Regions from separate parts of the Mus musculus genome. Here region 2 is linked to region 1. The links are chromatin contacts, called in public Micro-C maps. All regions are on one chromosome and are shown on one strand. Each heading gives the region's core, a stretch centred on a gene start, on an enhancer-like site or on the middle of the called end of the contact. The rest is flanking DNA. Distances are from core to core; before and after follow the strand shown. Region 1 holds the start of Cd302 (CD302 antigen). Region 2 overlaps Ly75 (lymphocyte antigen 75).

The links. A called contact is a pair of places that touch in the nucleus more often than the background predicts.
Region 2: a Micro-C map of macrophages shows a contact between it and region 1, with 2.8 times the contacts expected there. The contact joins the enhancer-like site here to the promoter of Cd302 in region 1. A contact is called at or near these places in 1 of 39 promoter capture datasets (macrophages), 4 of 484 Hi-C or Micro-C datasets (granulocyte-monocyte progenitors, macrophages, muscle stem cells and 1 more), 2 of 115 datasets of contacts at active chromatin or transcription factors (bone marrow-derived dendritic cells and embryonic stem cells) and 3 of 9 other capture datasets (adipose tissue, embryonic stem cells and liver).

Annotation. Positions count from the first base shown.
Region 1 is chr2:60,283,022-60,286,686 of GRCm38.p6, reverse strand. It overlaps Cd302 (CD302 antigen), which reads left to right and starts at 2,203. Exons shown (of 6, transcript NM_001290660.1): 1 at 2,203-2,627. The coding sequence starts at 2,567.
Region 2 is chr2:60,365,540-60,368,900 of GRCm38.p6, reverse strand. Ly75 (lymphocyte antigen 75) reads left to right here. Exons shown (of 35, transcript NM_013825.4): 3 at 1-142. Among named protein-coding and RNA genes, the nearest start is that of Ly75, 16 kb to the left of the region's middle. Within about 2 kb of position 1,455, at least 7 of the 459 cell types and tissues checked have an H3K27ac peak or open chromatin away from gene starts, as enhancers often do. A contact at or near this core is called in macrophages, where this site is marked.

The sequences.
Region 1 (3,665 bases), core at 954-3,453:
TAAGTATAGTTGCATCATTTATAAAAGCATAGTTTAAAAGAACTGGCCTGTAGTGTCAGCACTCGGGAAGTACAGGCCAGGGCCATGAGTTTGAGTCCAGAATGGCATGCATAGTCCTTATCACAGACAAACGAAATGGACTTTAGAAAGTATTTCATTAGTTCCTTGAGAATTCCATACAGTATGTTTAGGTTATTGTCTAAGTTAGGGTTTTTGTTGCTGTGAAGAGACACTATAACAAAGGCAACTCTTATAAAGGACAACATTTAATTGGGACTGGCTTACAGGTTCTGAGGTTCAGTCCATTATCATCATGGCGAGAAGCACAACAGCATCCAGGCAGGCCTGGTGCTGGAGGAGCTGCGAGTTCTGCATCTTGTTCTGAAGGCAAACAGGAGAAGAACTGACTCCCATGTGGCTAGGAGAGGGTCTCAAAACCCACTCCCACAGTGACACTCTTTCTCCAACAAGGCCACACCTCCTCCAACAAGGCCACGCCTCCTCATAGTGCCACTCCCTGGGCCAAGCATATTCAAACCACCACAGTTATATTCACTCCCCTGTCCCAGTTCCTCTCACACCCATCCACTCTACCCTCCTCCCTTTCCACCCAACTTGTAGCTTTCTTTATTTCATCCTCTCCATCAAAGCCCAACTGGAGTTGCCCTACTACTTTTGGGAGCGAAGCCTGATATAGATTGTGGTCAACCAACTAGAGGGTCGCATCTTTAAAGAAAATTAACTTTCCCTCTCTCAGCACTATTAAATGCCATTAGGTCTTCGTCCACTGGTAAGAATCTGTGCCCTGCTAGCGCCTCAGTGGTGGGATTTTTATCTGGGTTGAGCTTTCATATATCTCAGGCATATGGTCACAATCTCTGTGAGTTTACATGTACGTCTGCCCAGTCGTGTCCAGAAGACAGTTTCCTTGATGCTATCCACGAGCTCTGACTCTTACTATCTTTCTGACCTTTCTTCCTCAAAGATTCCTGAACCTTGAGGGGAGGGGTGCAATATGCAAATCCCACTTAGGGCCAAGCCCTCCATGGTTTCTTATTTTCTGGACATTGACTAGTGGAAGGTGTCTATTAATTGCCATTTACTGTGAGGAGACACTTTTCTGATGAAGGTTGAGAGATACGCTCATCTATGGGCAAAGCAGTAGGTCTCTAGGAATTACTTTAATACTATGGCCATTTAGCAGAATAATAGCATTGTGCTTCCCCTTAGGGACTGCAATCTATTTAGCCACAGGTTCTTGGCACAGTGCCAGGTATGGTACTGGCGGGACTTAGATCCAATCATAAAATGGTTGGTTACTTTTGTGACATTCATCCAACTACCACAGCAGTACCCATATCTTGTTGGGCCCCATCATTGCTGTACCTTACAAGGTTCATATCTGGATGAGATAGAGGTGTGTGCTGTATACACGAATGGAGGAGAAAGAAGTATTTCCTCCTACATCCGTGTGCACAGCAAGCACTTCCCGGAGCGAAGAAAGCTAAATGGGAGAGTTGAAGCTTCCAAGTTAGTGCCATCTTGACCACCTTACCTGACTCAGCGATGTGGTTTCTTCGGCCACAGGGGCTTACCAACAAGTTCTGAAGATAGCCAAGACTATTGGCACTGACCTGTAGTTCTTGGGGCTTTATGAGATTCCATTGGCAACAACTCAAGAAGAACCCGTTTTTGGTACTGGGGTTTTATTTGCTAGGTGGTATCTATCTTCTTTCCCTCTTGTAAGGTAACTCCATTAAAATTTTCCTCTCTCCCTCCCCCCTCCTTCTCTTCCCCTTTCCCTTCCCCTCTCCTCCCTCCCTCTCTTCCTCTTTCCTTCGCTTCCTTCTCCTGCCCCATAGAGGCTGTGTTAGCTGTCCCATCCCATATTCCTTCCTTTAACTTGTGCTTCTACCCCCATCCCAGTCAAACCTTCCTGTTCCGTTATTCTCCTTTACTTTCGATACAGTAACTAGTGGCAGAGATATATTTTCTAAGAGGCATAGTCCACCAGGAGGGAATTGTGAAAAGGGAGATTACGGTTGCTGACACCACCTTCATTAAATAACCAAAGTCCATCAATCTTTGTCCCTCTGTATGATTCTTGCCAAAAGGGCACAAACAATTCTACTAAGAAGAAACATCAGACGAACCCAAATGTGCTTGTTCCTGGATAGGGTCCTAGAACAGAGATAATTGTCAAATGCCACAAGTGCTATGGATTAGTCAACAGTGCTCCACCAATGCTCTGTCCTGGTTCCTATCCTTGCACTGATGTTATGTAAGATGCTAACATTTGGAGAAGCTGCCGCAAGGATTACGGGAAGTTCTATTTATTTTTGCAACATTTTAGAAAGTCTGAGATTACTTCAGTTCAAATGAGAAGTTTATCTTTAACGAAGAGAAGTTGGAGTCTGCGGTGTGTCCGCCGCTTGGGGATCTGAGCGTCCCAGCAGTGCGACCCTGGGCTCCACTCCCCCGCCTCGAGTGGGAGGCGTCGCAACTGAGCTGGGAGCTGCGCACCCGACAAGCACCGCCCCCGGCCCGCTCTCGGCGCCGCGCAGTCATGCCCCACGCAGCGCTGTCCTCGCTCGTGCTGCTGAGCCTCGCCACTGCCATCGTCGCCGGTAAGCTTCCCCTGCCGCGCCCCGGAGAGTGCAGAGTCCCCGCTCCCACCGATGGCCACGTGCCTCGTCCTCCGACCATCCCGCAACCATCTCTCAGGCTGGGTGGCTTCAGAGAGCCAGACCCGGGACAAAGGCCAAAGCAGAGGACCCCACTTCCACCGTGTCTGTATCCTCACCTCAGACCCCCCAAGACGGTTAGCTCGCTAGAGGGTAGAGGAACTGTAGAGCCCTTCAATGGGTGGCAGTAGGGAAGGGGTGAGGCCTGGGGGTGGAGGGAGGAAACAGGCCCTGTCCCATGGCTAGTGGGCAAGTTGTTAAAACAGGAAAAGAGTTCAGCCACATAACCCCTGCATCCAGAGGGAGGAGAAGCCAGGCTGGGATCTCACTACAAACACTGCGATTTAGAGAAACCTTTGGTCGGCTGATATACAGTGACATCTGAAAAATTAGACATAATTAGTCTTGCAAAATGGCACACACACACACACACACACACACACACACACCCCGAGGAACACAGACAATTCCACCGAGCATGTGTTTTTCTTTAAACAGGCTTTCCGGGGAGGCACGTCAAAATATGTTAATGGGGAAACCCTGGGGGAGATTTCCTTCCAAAAAACACTACCAATCCTACCAATCCTTTCCGAGAATGAAAGAGCAAAGTAAACAAGAACTAAGTGGACACTTGTGTGGGCTTCAGTAACAGGATTATGCAAGGGATTTTTTTTTTCCTCCACTGGATTTCACTGCATTTTAAATAAATTTCTGTGTGAAATCGGCTGACAGCGGGAGATATTTTAAAGGCCCTGGGTGTTGAAGACCTAGCACACTGAGTTGCTCTGAGCTTGCAAAGCTCTTTTCTTGGGTTCCTGTAGAGCAGCACGGATGACCAGTCGGGCTGTGTGCTGCCTCTCTGAGAGCAGAAGCAAGACGTACTTTAATTTTATCTAAGGCTGCACTAGAGCTTCCTCGAAGTCTGGACCACCTCTGAGTCCTCCTTAGGCTCCCCTCATTATCTGGGACACCCTAACTCCC
Region 2 (3,361 bases), core at 206-2,705, 83 kb before region 1:
GGGAGACCTTGTGAATTCCCTTTCTTGATTGGTGAGACATGGTACCATGACTGCATTCATGATGAAGATCATAGTGGGCCATGGTGTGCCACTACCCTAAGTTATGAATATGATCAAAAGTGGGGCATCTGCCTACTACCAGGTATGTATGGGCTGGTGAACTCTCTAATAGCAAGAAGAGAGTAGCGTTTGTAGGAGGCAAAGGGAGGAAGGAGGAGTTTAAGAGGACTTAACATGTCTGCAGCAGATATTATCCAAGATACGGAATGTGCGTTTGCAGTAAGGGGAGGAAGTTGGGTACAGTTTTAATTTTGCCTTCAGAATCTGCTCAAGAAGAGAAGCAGGACCGTTTGTGGAAGATGAAATTGGGGGAGGGCATTGGGGAAGCTCAGCTACATCGGGAGAAAAGTGGAAAGGGCACAGCAGGTGGGAAGTCACAGCTTCAGGAGAAAGTGGGGCATGGGACACAGGAGCTTGGCTAGAAGGAGATCGCCTCTGTGAGTTTCCTGAAGCAAACCAGAGCAACAGGTACAGATGGGCTGAGCCAAATTTAGGATTGTGACTACTTAAAGAAGATCTGTGCCCTGAAGCCAAGGCTGGAAGAGAAAGAGATACCTTTGGCCCTCTCCCAATTAGTGACGGTGTTTGCTCGCCATGCTATGTGTTGATAAGGGTATGCTTTCAAGTTGTTTCTCATTAGAAGAAACCTATCCAGGGTGCTAAAGCATTCATTCCTCTTTATAGAAATGGACAAATCAAAGAAGTGCTCATGTTACTGTCTGGTATATAACAGAGACAGTTTCTTAGCCAATGGGCGAGAGCTACAATAAATCACAGTAACTGGCGTGTGTGCTTAAGAAACATTGAATGCCAAGTGTGAGAGCTAACTCTCGCAACCTCAGCACTCACAAGACTGATCCTGGAGAACGATAAGTTTCTGGTCAGCCTGAGCTGTAGAAGTGTGGGAATACTCTCTCAAAGAAAATGAACGACAATAGCTTGAAAGAGTCTATTAAAAGGAGAGAAAGAACTTCGGATGTAAATAATAATAATAATAGTGAATAATTAAATGACCTCTTGTCTTAGTTTGGGTTTCTACTGATGTGACAAAACACCAGGACCAAAAGGCAAGTTAGAGAGGAAAGGGTTCATTCGGCTTACACTTCTGTGTCTCTGTTCACCGTTGAAGGAAACCAGGACAGGAACTCAAACAGGGCAGGAACCTGGAGGCACAGGCTGATGCAGAGGTCATACGGTGGTCATCTTGCTGGCTTGCTCCCTATGGCCTGCTCAGTTTGCTTTCTTATAGATTCCAAGACCACCAGCCCAGCATAGCACCACCCACATAAACTAGGCCCTCCCCCATCAATCACTAAGTAAGACAGTGCCTTACAGCTCTGTCTTATGACAGATCTTACAGCAGTGTTTCTCAATTGAGGAACCTCCCATCTGATAAATCTATCATGTGTCAAGTTGGCATAAGGCTGTCAGTACCTCATTCCCAGCATCAGGCACTGTTCTAAGCCTTCAAAATCTATTATAACCATTCAGGCCCCATAACAACTACAGAAAAGCACAGTGAGGCCAAGGTGGCCCACGTAGTTGCATAAGGTCTTGAAGGTCCAAGAAACCTGTCTGTGAAGCCTTTGCCCCAAATGGCTCTACTTTCCTGCCCAGAGAAAAGGCAGCCTGGCGGTAGCGTATGCTGATCCCTTCTTAAGAGACCCCAAGCTTCTGATCAACTTGAAGAAGTTAGACAGGGCCAGCAATTCCATACATTAGGGGGCACCAATACCAGTTGGAGTGTTTGTTAGAACAGAGAGCCACCTCACAAGGTTCTGAGTCAGTGGATTTGAGGTGGGGTCGTTTCACAAGTTCCCAGGTCATGGTGATGATGCTGGCCTGAGGACCTCTCTATGAGAGTTGCTCTTCTAGACCAAGGACCGGGCTTTTTAAACACCTGGAATATTTTTAAAAGTGCACAGTGTTTGCTTCTTATCATTTATAACAAGTGAATTGTGGCTACGTGTTCTGTTTAACTCCCACTATTGCTTGGGTCAGAGATTTCAGGTGAGAGGAAGAAGCCCTGGTTGATGGAAAGTCCTGCCAGAGTCAGACCACACTTATGTGAAGCCTGGTAGAGAAGCCAGCAAGATGCCCATTCTGCAGCATGTTTGCCTGGTCCACCTTGTTGTCTTGACTGAACTCTGCCTGTGTACCTAGCTGCCTTCTTGGCCAGAGGGTGTTCGTGCATTTGTGTATCTACCAGAGTTGCTTTTTTTTATAAAAGAAAGCTACATTCTCAAATCTGAGGCTTGCTAAGCCATGGAGGTAGCGTGGAATAGCAAACACACTCTGTGCAGTCAGCAGTGGATCTCTGAGAGCCTCTCCAGTGTATAGAACCACGAGTGTACTATTTGGGGTATAACTGGTACTATTTGGTGTGTAACTAGTAGTGGAAAGCCCCTTTGAAACTCCCTGGGTGGAGCATTAAGTCACGTGATCCAGCCTGAGTTGGTTTTCCCTCTCTCTGGGATCACATAGGAAAATGAGTATATTTTGAACCAGTTATCTCAATATCTATATAATTTAATCATGGTACAACTTGAAGATTCTTTATTTGAAACACACATTTCTATATCTATATCTATATCTATCTCTATCTCTATCTCTATCTATATCTATATCTATATCTATATCTATATCTATATCTATTACATAGCTTGGAGAGGGAGGGTATTTAAGTGAATAAGAGTGCTTGCTATGCAAACATGAGAACTTGAATTCAAATTCTTGGCACCCAAATTTAGAAAGAGAAAGCTATACATAGTTCAGGACGCCTGCCAGTAACCCCAGTGCAGTGGAGGTCAAAGATAAGAGGATTGCTGGGGTTTGCTGGCTGCCAACATAGCTCCAGGTTAACTGATATATTCTGTCTCAGGGGAAGGTGAAGAGAGTATAGCAGAACACCTGATGTCTCCCTCCTGTCTCTGCTTGCACATACACACACCAGCACAGGCACCTGCCAGCACAAACATGGGCACAAACCCATGCTTGCACAAACCACACATACACACCGAGAATACACTATAAACCTTCTGTATTGCACACTCATGTTTTTATGCCTATATGTGCACATGTAATGTGAGTTCTACATCATTAATTGTATTCATGTAGTCAATCATCTGTCCAAATATTAAGGAGAAATTTGGGCTCAAGTTCTGAAATAAAGACGTCACTATGCTCTGTGTCTTAGCCATTTTCCACTATGTACTGTGTCTTAGCCATTTTCCACTATGCACTGTGTCTTAGCCATTTTAATAGCATCTCTATGCATATGGTACTTTCTAGGCAGGCTGCA